2 separate regions of the Anas platyrhynchos genome follow, and region 2 is linked to region 1. The links are chromatin contacts, called in public Hi-C maps. All regions are on one chromosome and are shown on one strand. The core of a region is the stretch at or near the end of the contact, and the rest is flanking DNA. Distances in the headings are between cores, read along the strand shown.

What was found. A called contact is a pair of places that touch in the nucleus more often than the background predicts.
Region 2: a contact with region 1 is called in a Hi-C map of liver, with 2.7 times the contacts expected there. The contact joins the enhancer-like site here to the promoter of GABPB1 in region 1. A contact is called at or near these places in 2 of 8 Hi-C or Micro-C datasets (liver and subcutaneous adipose tissue).

The regions. Positions count from the first base shown.
Region 1 is chr11:14,751,289-14,754,941 of IASCAAS_PekinDuck_T2T, reverse strand. It overlaps GABPB1 (GA binding protein transcription factor subunit beta 1), which reads right to left and starts at 1,736. Exons shown (of 9, transcript XM_027466338.3): 1 at 1,619-1,736.
Region 2 is chr11:14,787,347-14,790,759 of IASCAAS_PekinDuck_T2T, reverse strand. It overlaps HDC (histidine decarboxylase), which reads right to left. Exons shown (of 13, transcript XM_038184893.2): 13 at 2,646-3,413. Among named protein-coding and RNA genes, the nearest start is that of GATM, 12 kb to the left of the region's middle. Within about 2 kb of position 2,134, at least 2 of the 8 cell types and tissues checked have an H3K27ac peak or open chromatin away from gene starts, as enhancers often do. A contact at or near this core is called in subcutaneous adipose tissue, where this site is marked.

The DNA of each region.
Region 1 (3,653 bases), core at 487-2,986:
GATTTGGCCCCTATTGGCAAAACGCAACATCTGCAGCATCAAAAAAAGATTATTATGCAACAAGGGTGAACCACTGGCACCAAGATTTGGGTTGGCACTGCCAACAAACTACAAAGCTTTCACAGATAGATTTGGCACTGGATAACAAGGAGGTTACATTACAGCAGGTATGATTGACATGCAGAATGTACGGGGTTGTGATGTTGCCTGTGAACCATAACACAACCTCAAAATCTGTCTCATTCACCAAAACTGGAAAAAAAATACTTTGAAACAAAAATCACCAGTCTCTTTAATTAAAGCAACGTTTTTATTGTGAAGAGTCTTCCTTGACAATTTCTTACAAATGGGCTGAAGGAGAGAGCTTGCAAATAAACTGCTTTTAGGAAAGAATGTCGGTCGGGGGGGAAAGAGTCAAAACCTGGTGTACAGCGATCATTAGGGTCTGCCACGTATGTTCTTAACCTTACTCGTAGCAGATTTCTGCACCCCTACAGGCACCTCATCCAAACAGCTTTTAACCTTATAAGCGCTTCAAAACCCACCGACAGTTCAAAAAAACCACTACGCCAAAGGCCTCCAATGGCTGCGCTCGTAACTATCAGCACATTTACCATGCGGCGTTCGCCGTTAAATAAAATCCACCTTAGCAAACAGGCTGAAGGCCGCCACGCAACCGCTTGAAGTTAAGGGCTGTGAATGAGGAAGCCTTCCTACGGCACCTTCCCGCAGCGTCCCATCGGACAGGCTGCTCAATGGGAACCATTGGGATTCCCGGGGAGAGCAGCGAGCCCCCACAGCAGCGAGCCTCACCCCACGCTCCCCCTCCACCACCTTCCCAAGGGGCTGGCGGAGCAGCTCCCCCCGGGCCCCCCTCCAGCTCCCAGCCCTCCCACGCAGCTCGGGGGCCCCCCGCCAGGCCGGGCCCGAGCCCCACGCGAGACCCGGGCCCACGGGGCCGAGCCGAGCGCCCCGCACAGCCTCAGAGCGGGCGGCCCCGGCCCCACGGCGGCCCCTGCCCCGCAGCAGGCCGCGGCCCGCCGAGGCCGAGGCCGAGGCCGAGGCCCGGTCCCGGGGCCCGGCCGCCGCCCGCGCCCCCCTCGCGGCGGGGTCCCCGGAAGGCCGGCCGGCCCGCCCGCTCTCCCCGACAGGAAATCCTGGCTGGGCTGGGCGCTGCGGAGGGAGCCGCGGCGCCGGGTTCCGGGGGAAGTGGAATTATTTTTTACCAGCGAAGAGATCGACTTCCACATCCGGTAACGGGGCCCTATACAAAGGCGCTGACTGACCTGGAAAAGCTTGAGCCGGCCCGGGAGAAGGGTGTTGGGGATCAAACGGGCCGCGGGGCCCGGGAGCCTTACCGTGCCGCCGGCCCGCCCGCCGCCGCCGCCGCAACACCCGGGGCCGCCGGAGGCCGCCGCTCATCGGCGCCCAAAAGCCCCACACAAAAGTCCCCGCTGCTGCCCGGCGGAAGGACACGGCGGCTGAGGGGCGGGGAGGGGCGCTGCGGCTCTCCGCGCTGCGCCCCCCCCCCCCGTTCTTCCTTCGCCGCCGCCGCCGGGCCGCGCCTCACCGTGAGGCGACCGAGCGGGCAGCGGCGGGAGGGGCGCGCGGCACTTACCCTGCGGCGGGCAGGGGGCTTTGACACCGGCACCGCCGCCCCGGCCGGAGCGGGGGGGGTGGGGGGGAAGCGGCGGAGGGATACGGCCTCGGTGCCGCCTGCCGCGCATGCGCGGCGGCGCGGGGAAAGGCGGGGGGAAGCGGGCGGCGGGACGGAGCCGCCATGTTCCCGGCCCGCCGCGGGCGTGAAGGGGGCGGGGGGGGTGTACCGCCTTGCGGCCCCTTCTTGGGGAGAAGGGGGGCTTCGGGAGGGTGTGGGGGTCGGGGAGGGAGGGTGATAGTTCTGGAATGAGCCTGAGGTCTCGCTGGTCTGTCAGGCTGATCTGGCTTCGAGCCCCAGGCTCGCTGTGGAGATGGTGTTGTGGGCCCTGAAACGCCTCTAGGCTGGTTGGTTGTAACCCTGTTGGAAAGTGGTCATGCTCAGGTTCTCACCAAAACTATTACAGTGCAAAAACTGCGGACCGTGGTAAAGTGGAGGTCCCATAATCTATATCCTTCAGCCAAAGGCTGTTGGTCATAAAACTCTCCTTGTTATTTTTGGAGATAACTATACCTTCTAGATACTTTTCCTCAGATGCATATTTGTATCAGTCTTTACAAACCCATTATTTTCTGCTCTTGAGTTATCTAACACAGCTTTGGAGAAAGCGCAAATCAGCTTCTGAAGAGCAAACATCGCCTCATAGATACCCCAGCCCTGGATCCTCAAGGCGCTACCAAAGCAGATCTGCTCGGTACAAGAGAGAAAACCCCTTTCCTATATGAGGAGGCAGCAACCCACCTGGCCAGCGCATTGGCAGTGCTTGCACTGTCACAGTCGGCCAGGCTCTGCCTGCTTTTTGCAGCACTTTTTGAGTTAGGCTACAGGCATGAATTCTCCCTGTGCTTTCTGGAAACTCAGTTAATCCTTCTTTAAATGTTGTCACCTCACTCAAGGACCTGTTGACAATGTCATCCGGGCCAGTTTAGTTATTTTCCTAGGACTGGCAGCCAAAAGGGGGCACTAGAGAACGAGCCGAGACACTTTGGCGGGCTGTCGCATTTGTCATGGGCGTAGAAACCTGAAATCCAGCTTTCATCACATTTCTTTTCCAGTGCTGATAAGTATTTTGTGTCTCGGGAAGTATTTATCTTGCCATATCATTGGTTGTCATTTACACAGTAGCAGTAGATTGTAACTTTTTCTGCGCAATGTCCTTACAGGCCTGCACCAAGGAGTGGGAATTCTCAGTGATATTAGCAGCAGTACTACAAAAAATGTACTACTGACAATCTTTTACAGAGGTGACGAATCCAGTCTTCTTTTAGTCAGGGTTCCATTTGCACTTTGTATGAGTTTTCAGTAGCATGATCACAACTTCATTCTTTAGAATACTTCTAATTTTTCATTAGACAGAATTCACCAAAGCTGCACTTAAGAGAAAGATGTCTCATATAAGCAAGTCAAAACACAATTCACATCTGTAAAGTATGTCATTTCTTCCACTTTGTTTTACCCAGCTGTACAAGATAGTAATCGTTAGCGTGTAAGTAAATACTCTTAATACATTAAAAAACACAGATTTCTACTGTTTAAATTCTTTTTTTTTTTTCATTTATTCAATACTTCCGTACGGTAACATATGACGATAGGAAAAAGTGTTTTAACTTAAGGCAACACCACAGCATGTTATAACCCAATCAACACATTAGCATGTTTTAACAAGTTTTTGAATATGGTAAAACTAATTGTACAGGCAGGCCTCCCCATTCTATATATGGTTGGTTATATACAGCTTGTATGTATGGTACAAGTAAGACCAAAGGATTTTCTAACTATTTCTCTGTGTAAGAGAAGCAGTAAAAGGTCCCTTTGGACAAAACAGACTGGGAGTCCATTTTGCACAACAGCTGGTGTGACACTCAACAGGCGTCCTTCCCATTCTTTGCACCCTCATGACCTCCCTGTGTCACAGCCACCTGATTTTCCTGAAGAAGAGGATCTGTCTTTTGCAGGCTTCATTCTACAGAGGATCCTGCAGCATGAAATGGTGTTA
Region 2 (3,413 bases), core at 885-3,384, 35 kb before region 1:
GCAACTCACCAATAGGTAGTAATCTGCCATCCTGCCCTTTTAATCTGCTACCTCTGGATACCTACATTCACCAGCGTAAGTGGATGTTATGCTGAAAACAAAAGTAGATTAGGTAGATTTAGGTAAAAGTAGATTAAATAGACTCATAATGTTGGAACAGTATTACAACTATATAACAAGAAATACATTTCCTTTTGAATTATGCTGGCACCTTGAAATGCCATTCCACAGAGGATATTGTTGCAGAGAAAAGAAAGTTCCATGAACATCAGCCGTCATGGAGATATTGTAAAAGGATATCTGTGTTTCAAGGGCTTCCACAAAACATTAGAAGAATGAAAGCTGGAAAGAACGAGACTGCAGAGGGGAGCATACATGGGAAATCAAAAACTCATTAACAGAGCACCCATTGAAGCTGCAGCGATCAGCTGCAAGCAGCCTCTTGTCTCCACACAGACTGGCTGAGGGGGCTCTGCAGAGGTGCCTGGGCAGCATCAAACACTGCCAAGAAGCCTTCTGCAGCGCCTGACCCAGGGGCAACAGGCAGCACAGCCAGCACTGCTGACTGCCTGCAGTGGGTGAGGCCCTTGACCACTTTCTGGCACAGCCTCAGGCACACATGCTTCTTGTAACGCTAAACACATGTTAACTAGTCACAGGAGACTCTGTCAGCTTTCTAGAATAAGTCTAGATTTGCAGTAGCTAATTGGAAAAAAAAAGGGTGGGGAGGTTATTAAAGAGGGTTTACTGACCTATTAAACTAGCAAACAAGTCAACAAAAAAGCACTTCTTGTCTTTAGGCTAACAGTATCTAAACTGATACTTGGACTGGTAAACTAAGATTCCTGGAACAGCAATTCCCCCACAAAAAATATTTAAAAACCAGGAAAACACCAAACACTTAAAACCCAAGTCATGTGTGTGGCACATTTCATGATATATTAGCCTCAAATGACGTATGAAATAGCAGTTAATTACCTATTAAAATTTCTATGCTAATAAGAAATACTTGAACACACAAAACTGTATCTAACAGTGGACTAACACACCTCAACCCCTTGGGATTGCTGAAGAAAACCAGATCGTCCCAGTGTGTGTAGCACAGACTCACTCCTAAGAGGACTTTGCCTCATAATTTTAGAGAGCAAAACAAATCTTAGCATTAAATCAAAAGTAACAGAAGGAATAGTATAAACATAGGTAGCTAGGGCTTGGTAAACAGAGAAAATAACAGGAACTGAAGAAGTATAGTGCCTAGTAATGCTGACGTAATTACTGCCTTGTGGGTAAAGAAGTACCAGATTTGACACAGAAAAGCAGAAAACTGTGACTGAGAAGGCAATAAACTTGGTAGTGAAGGAAGGAAAGAACGAATCTTTCTTCACAGCAACAGCTGCTTAAACCTCACTGAGAAAAGCAGTGGTTGCAGGCTTGTCAGAAGGGCAAAAATCTTACTTCAGGACTGTCAGAGTAACCAGTGTCTCTCCAAGCCTTGGGCAGGAGCAAGACTGAGAGACTGGGGCTGTAAATCCCTTTTGTGCATCTAAAACACGAATAAACATTTTTACTTGTTTCAACGTAATAAAAATAAATCAATAAAACAAATCACCCCTCACATTTTCAGCTGAACCAGCTCCTGTTTACCTATTTGGTCTATTTACTCCCCAGTGAGGAAGAGCGCGAGGGCTGGTACGTCCCGAGAGGCAGGGAGCGTGAGGTACCCGCTCTCCAAGGCAGCTCACCACTTGTCTGCCTCATCCTGAATTTCTCTCGGTGGGATCCCTGACTAGCCTTGGCTGCCTGCATCCCTGATGGCTGGAGGCTGAAGCTCCAGGTGGTCTGAGCCCCCTCAGGCTGCATTCCGCCGTCAGAACCAGCACCGGTCTCACTCGCAAGGGAAGATGCCAGTCTCATCCGAGGGCACTGAAGCCTGAGGAGAAGGGCTGGCGGTGCAGGTCAGTCAGCACCTGCTGGTACCACGGTGCGACGGGGACAGGCTGCCAGGCTGTGCCTTGAGGCAGGCTGCACCCAGAGCTGAGGGAGCCCCCTCGCCGAGGACAGACGCGCCGCCCGGCCTCACACGGGGACCGAGAGAGGACCGACGGCCGCCAGGGGGCGCGGCGATTGGGCCGCCCTCTCCTCAGCGCCCGGCGCGGTTTGGCGCCCTTCTGCCCTCCCCTCAGCGCGGGGCCGGGAGGTCGGGGCGGCCGGGGCAGCCCTTGCGAAGCTGCTTCCAGAGCAGAGGGGCTGCTGGCGGCCCCGATCAGGTGCCGAGGGAGGAAAACGCTGCCCTCAGGCCTCCGCCGAGCCCTTCTTGGGGGCCTGGGGTCGGTCCCGAGGGTGCTGAGCAAGGTGGGCTGCGGCGGGGGGCTCCGGCTGTGCCCCGTCCTCCCGTAGGTGAACGCGGGGGCTGAGGGGCTGAGGAACGTCAGGTGAAAGGAGAAGCTTGACAAATAATCGGAGCCTTGTTTGTGCTTGTCAGATCGCATACAAGGCACAGGAGTTGAGCTCAGGTGCTTTGCTATTTATACCGGTACAATCACCAGATGTCTACTCCCTCTTATCCCTGGAGACACTGCTGGCCCAGCTATGTATCTCTGTGCCCACCTCATACCCTTTGGATGACAACCTTATTGCCTTCCATCAGTGGTTCAAATTGCTTTTAATTGGCAATAAATGAAATCACACATGAAAATGTTTTACAGGCAAAACATGGTTTAAAACAGATACTTGCGATAATTTTGATTTTGTTGGATCATGACATGTGAGGGAGATCTCTGAGCAAGCATCCTAGGCTAGGCAGTGGGACAGAATGCTCCCTTTTTGCATAAGGTTAGTAAGGCTTCAATTTCTACATGTATATTTATTTATTTTTTTTAATATGGTTCTCTTTAAACCTAGAAAATTTAATCTGATTCCATATTATATAATGATGTAAGTAAGTAGAAGTGTAATTTTGTTTTGCAGAGTGCCATTGAACTTACAGAAACTCTTAAGTACTATAAGGTAGGACTAGTGAAGGAGGGTTTCAATCCAGCAATCATTAAAGATTGCCTGTATTTTCTGGATGACAAAGCCAATCTGTAAGTACAAATGACTCAGGACATTTATAACTCAGTAAAAAAAAAAAAAAAAAAAAAAAAGTAACTTCAAATTGTGAGCATGTCAAAAAATGTGTTTTATAATAATCAAGTTTTGAAGGATCTGTTATTCTAACTGTGTTGAGAAATCTCATTTATGAATATTAGCAAATATCAGTATTTGAAATAAACATGAATATGAGATTGACTTAATAAAGCAGAACTTTTCCAACTACACGTGCCTGGCTTTTCCTCTCCTTTGCATTTCTTAGCTACCATTTTTGTGCTCCCTTCCTCCTGAGTTTTATGTTTTCTAAGCTGCCTGCCCTGAGG